Linked DNA regions of Gossypium hirsutum: regions 1 and 3 are each linked to region 2. Evidence: chromatin contacts called from public Hi-C data. All regions are on one chromosome and are shown on one strand. Each heading gives the region's core, a stretch centred on a gene start, on an enhancer-like site or on the middle of the called end of the contact. The rest is flanking DNA. Distances are from core to core; before and after follow the strand shown.

The links. A called contact is a pair of places that touch in the nucleus more often than the background predicts.
Region 1: a Hi-C map of leaf shows a contact between it and region 2, with 2.2 times the contacts expected there. The contact joins the promoter of LOC107888729 here to the promoter of LOC107888701 in region 2. A contact is called at or near these places in 5 of 34 Hi-C or Micro-C datasets (all in leaf).
Region 3: a Hi-C map of leaf shows a contact between it and region 2, with 1.7 times the contacts expected there. The contact joins the promoter of LOC107888850 here to the promoter of LOC107888701 in region 2. A contact is called at or near these places in 2 of 34 Hi-C or Micro-C datasets (leaf and seedling).

The regions. Positions count from the first base shown.
Region 1 is chrA09:15,800,298-15,802,997 of Gossypium_hirsutum_v2.1, reverse strand. LOC107888729 (protein TPLATE) reads right to left here and starts at 1,404. Exons shown (of 7, transcript XM_041077806.1): 1 at 159-1,404. The coding sequence starts at 1,280.
Region 2 is chrA09:15,053,018-15,055,763 of Gossypium_hirsutum_v2.1, reverse strand. LOC107888701 (glyceraldehyde-3-phosphate dehydrogenase 2, cytosolic) reads right to left here and starts at 1,311. Exons shown (of 11, transcript XM_016812878.2): 1 at 1,061-1,311; 2 at 890-990; 3 at 352-467; 4 at 142-241; 5 at 1-9. The coding sequence starts at 1,088.
Region 3 is chrA09:15,878,786-15,881,485 of Gossypium_hirsutum_v2.1, reverse strand. LOC107888850 (ankyrin-3) reads left to right here and starts at 1,329. Exons shown (of 4, transcript XM_016813098.2): 1 at 1,329-1,806. The coding sequence starts at 1,504.

The DNA of each region.
Region 1 (2,700 bases), core at 155-2,654, 750 kb before region 2:
TTATTCTATCTTTCCCAGTGTGACAGCTAACCTTGAAACGCTCTCACCAGTAAAATTTCATAAACTCGCTATATCAGTGATTCAGACCTATCTCTTACACACTAAGAAAACCAAATTTAATTTATGCAAAAGAATTATAAAAAAAAAAAAAAACACACCTGCATATGAAGATCAAGCAAATGAAGATTAGTAACAACAGCTCGAACAATACTTTCTCTCGCAGAAGCAAACTCCTGTCTATCCCAAAGTGTCAAAATAGCAATTATTGACTGTGAAGCCCACTCAGGCTTCCCTCCAGGCACATCAGCCAAATACAACATATTAATCCCGACGTCAAAAATCAACGCAGGTTCCAGCGAAGATGCCAGAAATGGAGCCAAATGAGTGACTAAATCCGACACACCAACTAATTTCTCCGCATTGGAATCCACCACAGTCCCATTCACTTTAGAACCCTTTGAAATCTTCCTTATAACTTCCAATCCCCCCGAAGCCACTGCCTTAACTGCATAAACTAAAGGAAAAACAGTTGCTCGAAAACTCTCAACCGGTAAAATCAATGACCTTGCCATTAAAGTGCTGCGTTTTTTCCAAACGAAATCAACCATTGAAGAAACCCAATTTGACCTTATAGCCAAAGAATTTTCACTATCAACAAGCTTATCACCAGCTAATCTGCTCATCCTTTTTGAATCCAATTCCTGAAATAATCTCCCCACGGATTCAAATGCTACCTTTGAAACCGTGTCGGACTTGTCCAACATATTCTGCCCAATCCGAGCCCACCAAGCTGATACCTTATCGAGAAGATTAACATTGTTTTCACACAACGTTACGAGATCGTCTCTAGCGAGAACACATCCTAGAGTCTCGGTGATGGAGAACCGGAGGTTATCGGAAGGGGAATCGAAACAAGCAGAGATCTCGGCATTGGAATCGGTGATAAGTTTGGCGAGGGAATAAGAAGGGATGGCAGCGAGGATGGAGACTGCAGCAGCAACGACATCGGGATCGGGGAAGTGGAAGTCGTTACGGATGCCGGTAGAGACAGAATCCCAAAGGTCGGCGGTTAAACGAGTGGATCGGATGAGGTCGAAGGCAAGCTTTTTGCAGACGGCGGAGGCAGGGGCGGCGACGATTTCTTCAACGGCGGATTTGGCAATTATGGAAATGTCGCGACCGGCGGCGGATTGTTGGAGGGCGGAGAGAAGAGCGCTGGACTGGCGGAGAGCATCGTTTGAGCGGAGATCCGCTTGGATTTGAGCAAAAAGAATATCCATTAACAAAAAAATTATTTGGGTTTCTCAATGGAACATCGGGATGAAGTTCGAACTAGTCAATTTGAAGATCTGATCTGATACAACGAAGAGGTGCAAGAAAGCAGTTATCAAAATGAAAATGTTAGCTCCGGACCAGCTTGGCATTGTGGTTGAACCAAATTGGGCCGGGTCTGTATATGAACTTGCATCGGTTTTCGGTTCGGCCTATGTTTGTTGGTTTGGACTTTGGTTATTGGTTGTAAAAAGTTTTTAAATATTAAATAATGTTATACATTTAATAGAAATATGTATTTTATTAAATTGAACAAATTTTAATATAAATTTAAGGGGTTAAATGTTTAAATTTCATGGCATATAATATTTTTGGGGCAAATTATACAGTAGGTCACTCTAAAATAGTGTCATTTTTATTTTGATCATTTTATTTTTTTGTCAATTTAGTCACTCTGAATAAGATAATTGCTCGAATTAGACACTATCGTTAAAATTTTTGTTAATCCACTAACGGATGTTGAAATATCATTTTTTTTTACTTTTAACTAAAGTTAGTACCTTCTTTGTAATTAGTCTAAAATACTTTTTTCTTGTTCATTTGCAACATAATACTAAAGTTGGTAAGTTCTCTTTTTCCTTTTTGTTGTTTGTTTCCTCGGAAAAGTATCAAAGGAAAATGAGGATAGTTTTGACTTGTTTGTTGACTTATAGGTTTTACCGTGAGTATTATGCTCATAGTGTTTATTTGTGCACGCTTGATTTGTGCTCAGATTCAGCTACGTGCTTTTCAGAGATCCTTTGCAATTTCTTCAAGATCTAATCTTAGTATGGTAAGTTTTTCTTTACTTTTTTTTTTTAAGAAAATTTATTTTTTCTTCTTAATTTTTAAATTTCTAGGATTTGATTGTGTTCTGTTTCATCGTGCGTGTTTAGTTTATTAACAAATCTAGTTTTGTTGGGTGTTCAACTTTATTGATGAAAACAATGATTTCCCAAAAATATTTCGTCTTTTTTTTTCCATAGCAATTATGTTATTGTTACTAGATGCGTGTTGAAATTAATAATGGAAAGATGATTTTGAGGGTACCCAAGGGAAGATTTTAAGATTTTTATAAAGTAATTTTTAAGTTTTTTCTTTTATTTTCTTCTTTGTGTGTTCTTTTTGAAAAATTTTAAGAGAAAATCAAATTAAAGAAAAGAAAAAGAGTGATATAATTACCTAAGAAATTAGAACATGGGTTATTTTGGACAAGCCAAATAAACAAGTCAAAACTATCTTCATTTTTCTCTTTTACTTTTCCTAAGAAACAAACAACAACAAAAGAAAAAGAGAACTTCCAAACCTTAGTCTTATGTTGCAAATAAACAAAATAAGAAAGTGTTTTGAACTAATTATAAAGAGCTTTCTAGCTATACTCAAAGGTAA
Region 2 (2,746 bases), core at 62-2,561:
TGCACCACCCTAAAAAGTGAAAAAGCATAGATCAGATGAGAATACCATACACGAAGATAAGAAGAAGAAAATCAAGTTCCAAACACAACTTTTGGGGGCCTTAACTCCAAAAAAGCATAGGATCAAATTATTATCACAAACCTTCAAATGGGCAGCAGCTTTGTCCTTGTCAGTGAAAACACCAGTAGACTCAACGACATAATCAGCTCCAGTCTCACCCCAAGGGATTTCTTCAGGGTTTCTGGCATAAATCAAAAGCCAATAAAAAAAATAGCTCCTAAATGGAAAACTCACCATGTTCCTCAAGTCAATTACAACAACCCATTTTGAAAAAGAAACACATGATATCACCTGATGCCGAAAACAGTGACAGGCTTTTCACCAAAGAGAAGGGTTTTTGAGTCCTTCACCTTAAGCTCATGGTGCTTCCATTGACCGTGAACACTGTCATACTTAAACATGTAGGTCTGTACAAATACAATTATCAAATCACATCAATAATTAAATCGTTAAAAAAACTGATTAAAACGGTTCTTCATTTTTCATCCTTTCTTTTCAAATTAGACACAAGATTCGCTCACTAAAAAAAACCTAAGCAGAACCAGTAAGTTTATAATAAATCTCTTAAAGATCGAACAAGAAATACATCAGTTTACCAGTTGAAATTTAAACTATTTCATCATGCTCTGTTAGGTAACACTAAAAGTTCAAGAATCATATCACAAGAAAGAAAGAAAGAAAAAAATTCAAATCATCACTCATCTCAGAGCAGAGAAGATCAGATCAGCTTTCTTAAAACTAAAACCAATATAATACAAACATGCACGGAGACTAATGCCAAAACCTAGTAAATAAGTGAGAAATAGGAAGGAAAATACAGTGTACGAACCATGTAATCGGTGGTGATGAAAGGATCGTTAACAGCAACGAGCTCAACATCTTCACTTTGGAGAGCAACTCTGGCAACCAAACGCCCGATCCTTCCAAATCCTTCACCAAACAGAAAAAGAAAATCAGATCCATAATTTAAAAACAAAATCAATAATAATAATAATAGTACCGTTGATTCCGATCTTGATCTTCCCCATATCGAAAGAAGCGAAAAAAAACAAATCTCTGAAAAAAAATACGACGGCAAAAGAACGGAAGTAAAGGAAGTGAGAATTGAGAGGAAAAAATGAGTAAAAAGGAGGGTTGTTTATATACGAGAGGAAGTGTTGGTGACAGAATGATAGAAAAGGGCAAATGACGGAGATTCTCACGAGGAAAGTGGGGTCGTAGCTCACGTGTCACTTGGATGATGATGAGAAGAAGAAGAAGCAAGGGTAAAAACGTAAAATCAAAGAGTACAGTGCAGAATGAATAAATCCATAAATGAATTAATGATCTTCTTTTCTTCTTAAGTCTATCAGTCAAGTTCGTCACGTCTGATTATATCTTCTAGGACTAATCTGTTTTTGAAAAATAGGAATCGACTTTTTAAAATGAAAGTTTAGAGTTTCTAAGCTGTCGAAATTATTTTTTTAAAAAACGGGAATCGACTGTTTAAAACGAAATTTTAAAGTTGCCACCGATCCTTTTTGATGGAGTGTGATCGGGTCACCTCAAAACGTGGTCGTTTTTCAATAAACAGATTGATTTATCAAAACAACAATTTTGGTCTGCGAAAATTGGAAAAACAGGTTTGGGAGTCGATTACGTGCGAGGAAGGGTTATCACTCTTGTCACGCCCAAATTTAGTACCTAATTGATTATTCAGTGTCTTAATGTTGAAAATTAAAAATTTGACAAGAGTTTAAAATATGATTCCTCTTAGTGTTAATGTTTTTTTGAAGTATTTGGATGAATTAAAACGTATGCCAATGACCGTTTCATCTTAAGATAAAATGTTATATCCAGTACGTTAGGACACAACACATCGACCCTCGATTATGAGCTTGCCTTCTATTTCATTTAAAACACATGTATTTAAATTTTAAAAAGGATATTTGGATATTTAGATCAAACGGAAAATCGAAACCCAGTATGTTAGGGCACGACTACTCGAATTTTTAAATACGGAATATTGCCTTTATGTTATTTAAAACTCATGTATTTTATTTTAAAAGGATAATCGGTTACTTAGATCAAACGAAAAACTGAAACCTAGTACGTTAGGACACGATTTCTTGAATTTCCAAGTATCGAATATTGCCTTTACTTGAAAAATCTAGACAAAAATAATAATAAATAAAATAATATAGAGATAAAAGATAGAATAACAAAGAAAATTCGAATAAAAATTTAATTTAATTCGGGAGGGGGAAAATAAACACACGTACAACAAAATATTGAATGAAATAGTTTAAAAATAGGACGGATAATAAAAATAATAGTAATAATAATTTAAAAAATAATGGAAATGATATTAAAAAAAATAAATATAATGATGATAATAGTGTTAATAATAATAATAATAAAATAATAATAAACAAACGACATATTAATGATAATAGAAAATAATGATAATAATAACGGAAGTAATGAAAATAATAATAATAGAAACAATAGTATAAAAGTAATAATAAAATAGAAAAATGAAAATAATAAAAATAGAAACAATAGTATAAAAGTAATAATAAAATAGAAAATAACAATGATACACTAATAATAATAATATACGTGCTAATAACAATAATAATATAAAAAAAATAATATTATATTGATAAAAATAATAATAGTAAGTTAATAATAATAGTAATAAAAA
Region 3 (2,700 bases), core at 80-2,579, 830 kb before region 2:
TAATCACCGAATTGATCTAATTCGGTTAGAGACGATTAAAAGATTTTTAGAATTTCGGTTAACGATTAATTCTGTTCGAAATCAATTAATTAACTGGATTAATCGAACTTAATAAATAATATCATATATTATTTGCATTAGGCTATTATAAATTTATTGTTTTTATGTTTTATACTTATTTTAACTAAACCCACCCTAAGTAGTTGGTTGTTGTTCAGCTTATGTACATGTAAACACATGTCATATTTTTGAATAAAAATTTTAATCTTTTTATCATAAATATTTATTATTTTCAGGTTGAGGAAAATCATCTTCTATTTTTGAAAATTGACACTACTATTTTATCATTTTTAACCTTTCCGAAAACAGTATAAATAACATGTCATTCTTCTCATTTTACACAACAGCAAGCAAACAATAATATTTTCTCTACATTATTTAGCTCGCTTGTTTTCTGTTCAGAAAACTTTTTAGGTCAAATTTCCGACCAAGTTTTCAACTTTAGTTTTACTTTTTGAATACTCTTGAGAAGAGTAATGCCAATTGTGTTCCACATTCTTTATTCGCGTGTACGAATACTGAAGTACTGTATTGACATTTGGGGGTGACTTCCTCTACATGATTACATCGATTAAGGCGGAATTGCTTCTAAGGCAATGATTAATTTATTTATTTTGTTTTACAATATGTGATACAGATTCAAATATTATTGAACTAAATTTAAATATTTTAAAGGTAAAAGGAAGGGTAAATGATTTAGAATTACAGTGCGTAATTTGAAGGACTGTAATAAATAGGAGGGATTCGTAGCCCGTCATTCAAGCACAATTTTGTTTTGGTAATCAAAGTGCTTAAATATATCTACGTTTTTCTTCATTTGTGCGTTTTATAGCTGGAATTAATTAAAATCCTAGGGGGATGTTTCAATATTTTTCACATTTTTCATGTCCAATTTATACCAAATCAGGACTGCCCAGATATAAAATATTTCTTATCAACGGTCCTGATTTGAGATCTCGAATACATGATTTAATTACCGGATATTCTTAGGCCAACAGTATACAAATCATGGGCCCACCTCACAGTTTCCTCTTAAATTTAGGTAAAATTGTGGTCTTAGTCCTTGTATTATACTTAATGTGATTTAAAAAGAAAATCATTGATGCTGTGAAATTTTTTTAAATTAAAAACAGTCAAAATCATAATGTTGATTTTAAAAGATAAATAATTATGTTTTATAACCATAATTTTATCGTGGATATAACCGTGGTAAAAAGGGTAAAAAATCGTATTGTAATAAATAAGCCACCTTGTATGTCCTCCACTCTGTGGCGCTCACTTCTTTCAACTTTTATTTTTATTTTTGTTTTAATTCCAAGGGAGCTGCTGCTGCTTCTTCTCCTTCTTCTCTCTCGAGCCACGCGCATCTTTCGCATGCCATCTCTCTCCTGTATTTACATCGACTTTTGTGTGCTACCTTGAAGAAACCGCCGCGACTTAACAATGACGGTGTTTTCCGGCAGCAGACAGGTGGTTCCCGTTGATTACGAGGCCGAAGTTTCTCAGCGTCTGCTCGAAGCTTCTTTAACCGGCGATCTGAGGTCAGCTCTCGAATGCATCGCCGATCCCTTCGTCGACGTCAACTTCGTCTGCGCTGTCTGCTTGAAAACCAGGAAGACAGAAGTCGTTTTGAGAGAAGAATCGGCGAGTGAGGTCCGCGTCGAATATGAGGAGTTTAAGACTGACGTCACCGCTCTTTTCCTCGCTGTTCATGTTGGAAATGTCTCTCTCGTAAAGAAACTATTGGTAATGCAATAAAAAAATATCCTTTTTTTTTTCCTGTTTTATTTATCGTTTTGATCGGTTTGTGACTCAAACTGTTCCATTCACGTTGCGTTTTACAGCGGTTTTTCTTCATTTTGGTTATCAGTTGAAATCTTTTATCTAATTTTATTTTTGTGTGTTTCGTAAGCGTTTTAATCTCCTCTGCATTTCGCTTTTCAAAATTAAATTTGAGTTGTTTGTACTGATTTTTAAGAATCATTTTAATGATTTTTGAGGGGTTCCCCCCATTTTTGCTTAAATTTTGAATGTTTTGGAAATCAGTAAGTGGTCACTAAAAACCAGCGTTTTAGGCCAACAGAGTCAGATCGTTGCTTTTCAGGTCTCCGTTTTTAAAGCCACTTGATAGAATTTAGTAAAAGTCAAAATGATTTTTAAATTTTAACCATTCATTTCTTGGTTTTGAAGCGTTTCACTGGCGCTTTCTTTAATACTCTGTTTGGCTACTGAGAAAAGAACAAAGTTGCGTAGTATACATATGCTCACTTTGAAAATGACTTTTTTAAATTCAAATTTCAGCCGAGTATTTTGGTGATTTCCTAATTTTTCGAAGTGCTAAAAGTATTTTAAATTTAAGATTGCACGTAATTTGCGTTCTCTAATTACCTAGATTCGTTGATATAATTATATTATTATGTTTTTTTTTTAAGTTTTCAAATTTATTGTTTATGAATTTAAGGGTTGCATCTTTCATGTTCTCCTAGCATAATCTTCGGAAACTAATATTCTTTTTTACTTCAAAATATTTCCATATGTTCAAAGATTCAATATTTCTTCCTCATGCTTTATTTCATTCTGCTGCTCTGGTCCCCAAAATTCAATTCCTCCGTGTAACTTAAATTTACAATTTTATGTTTT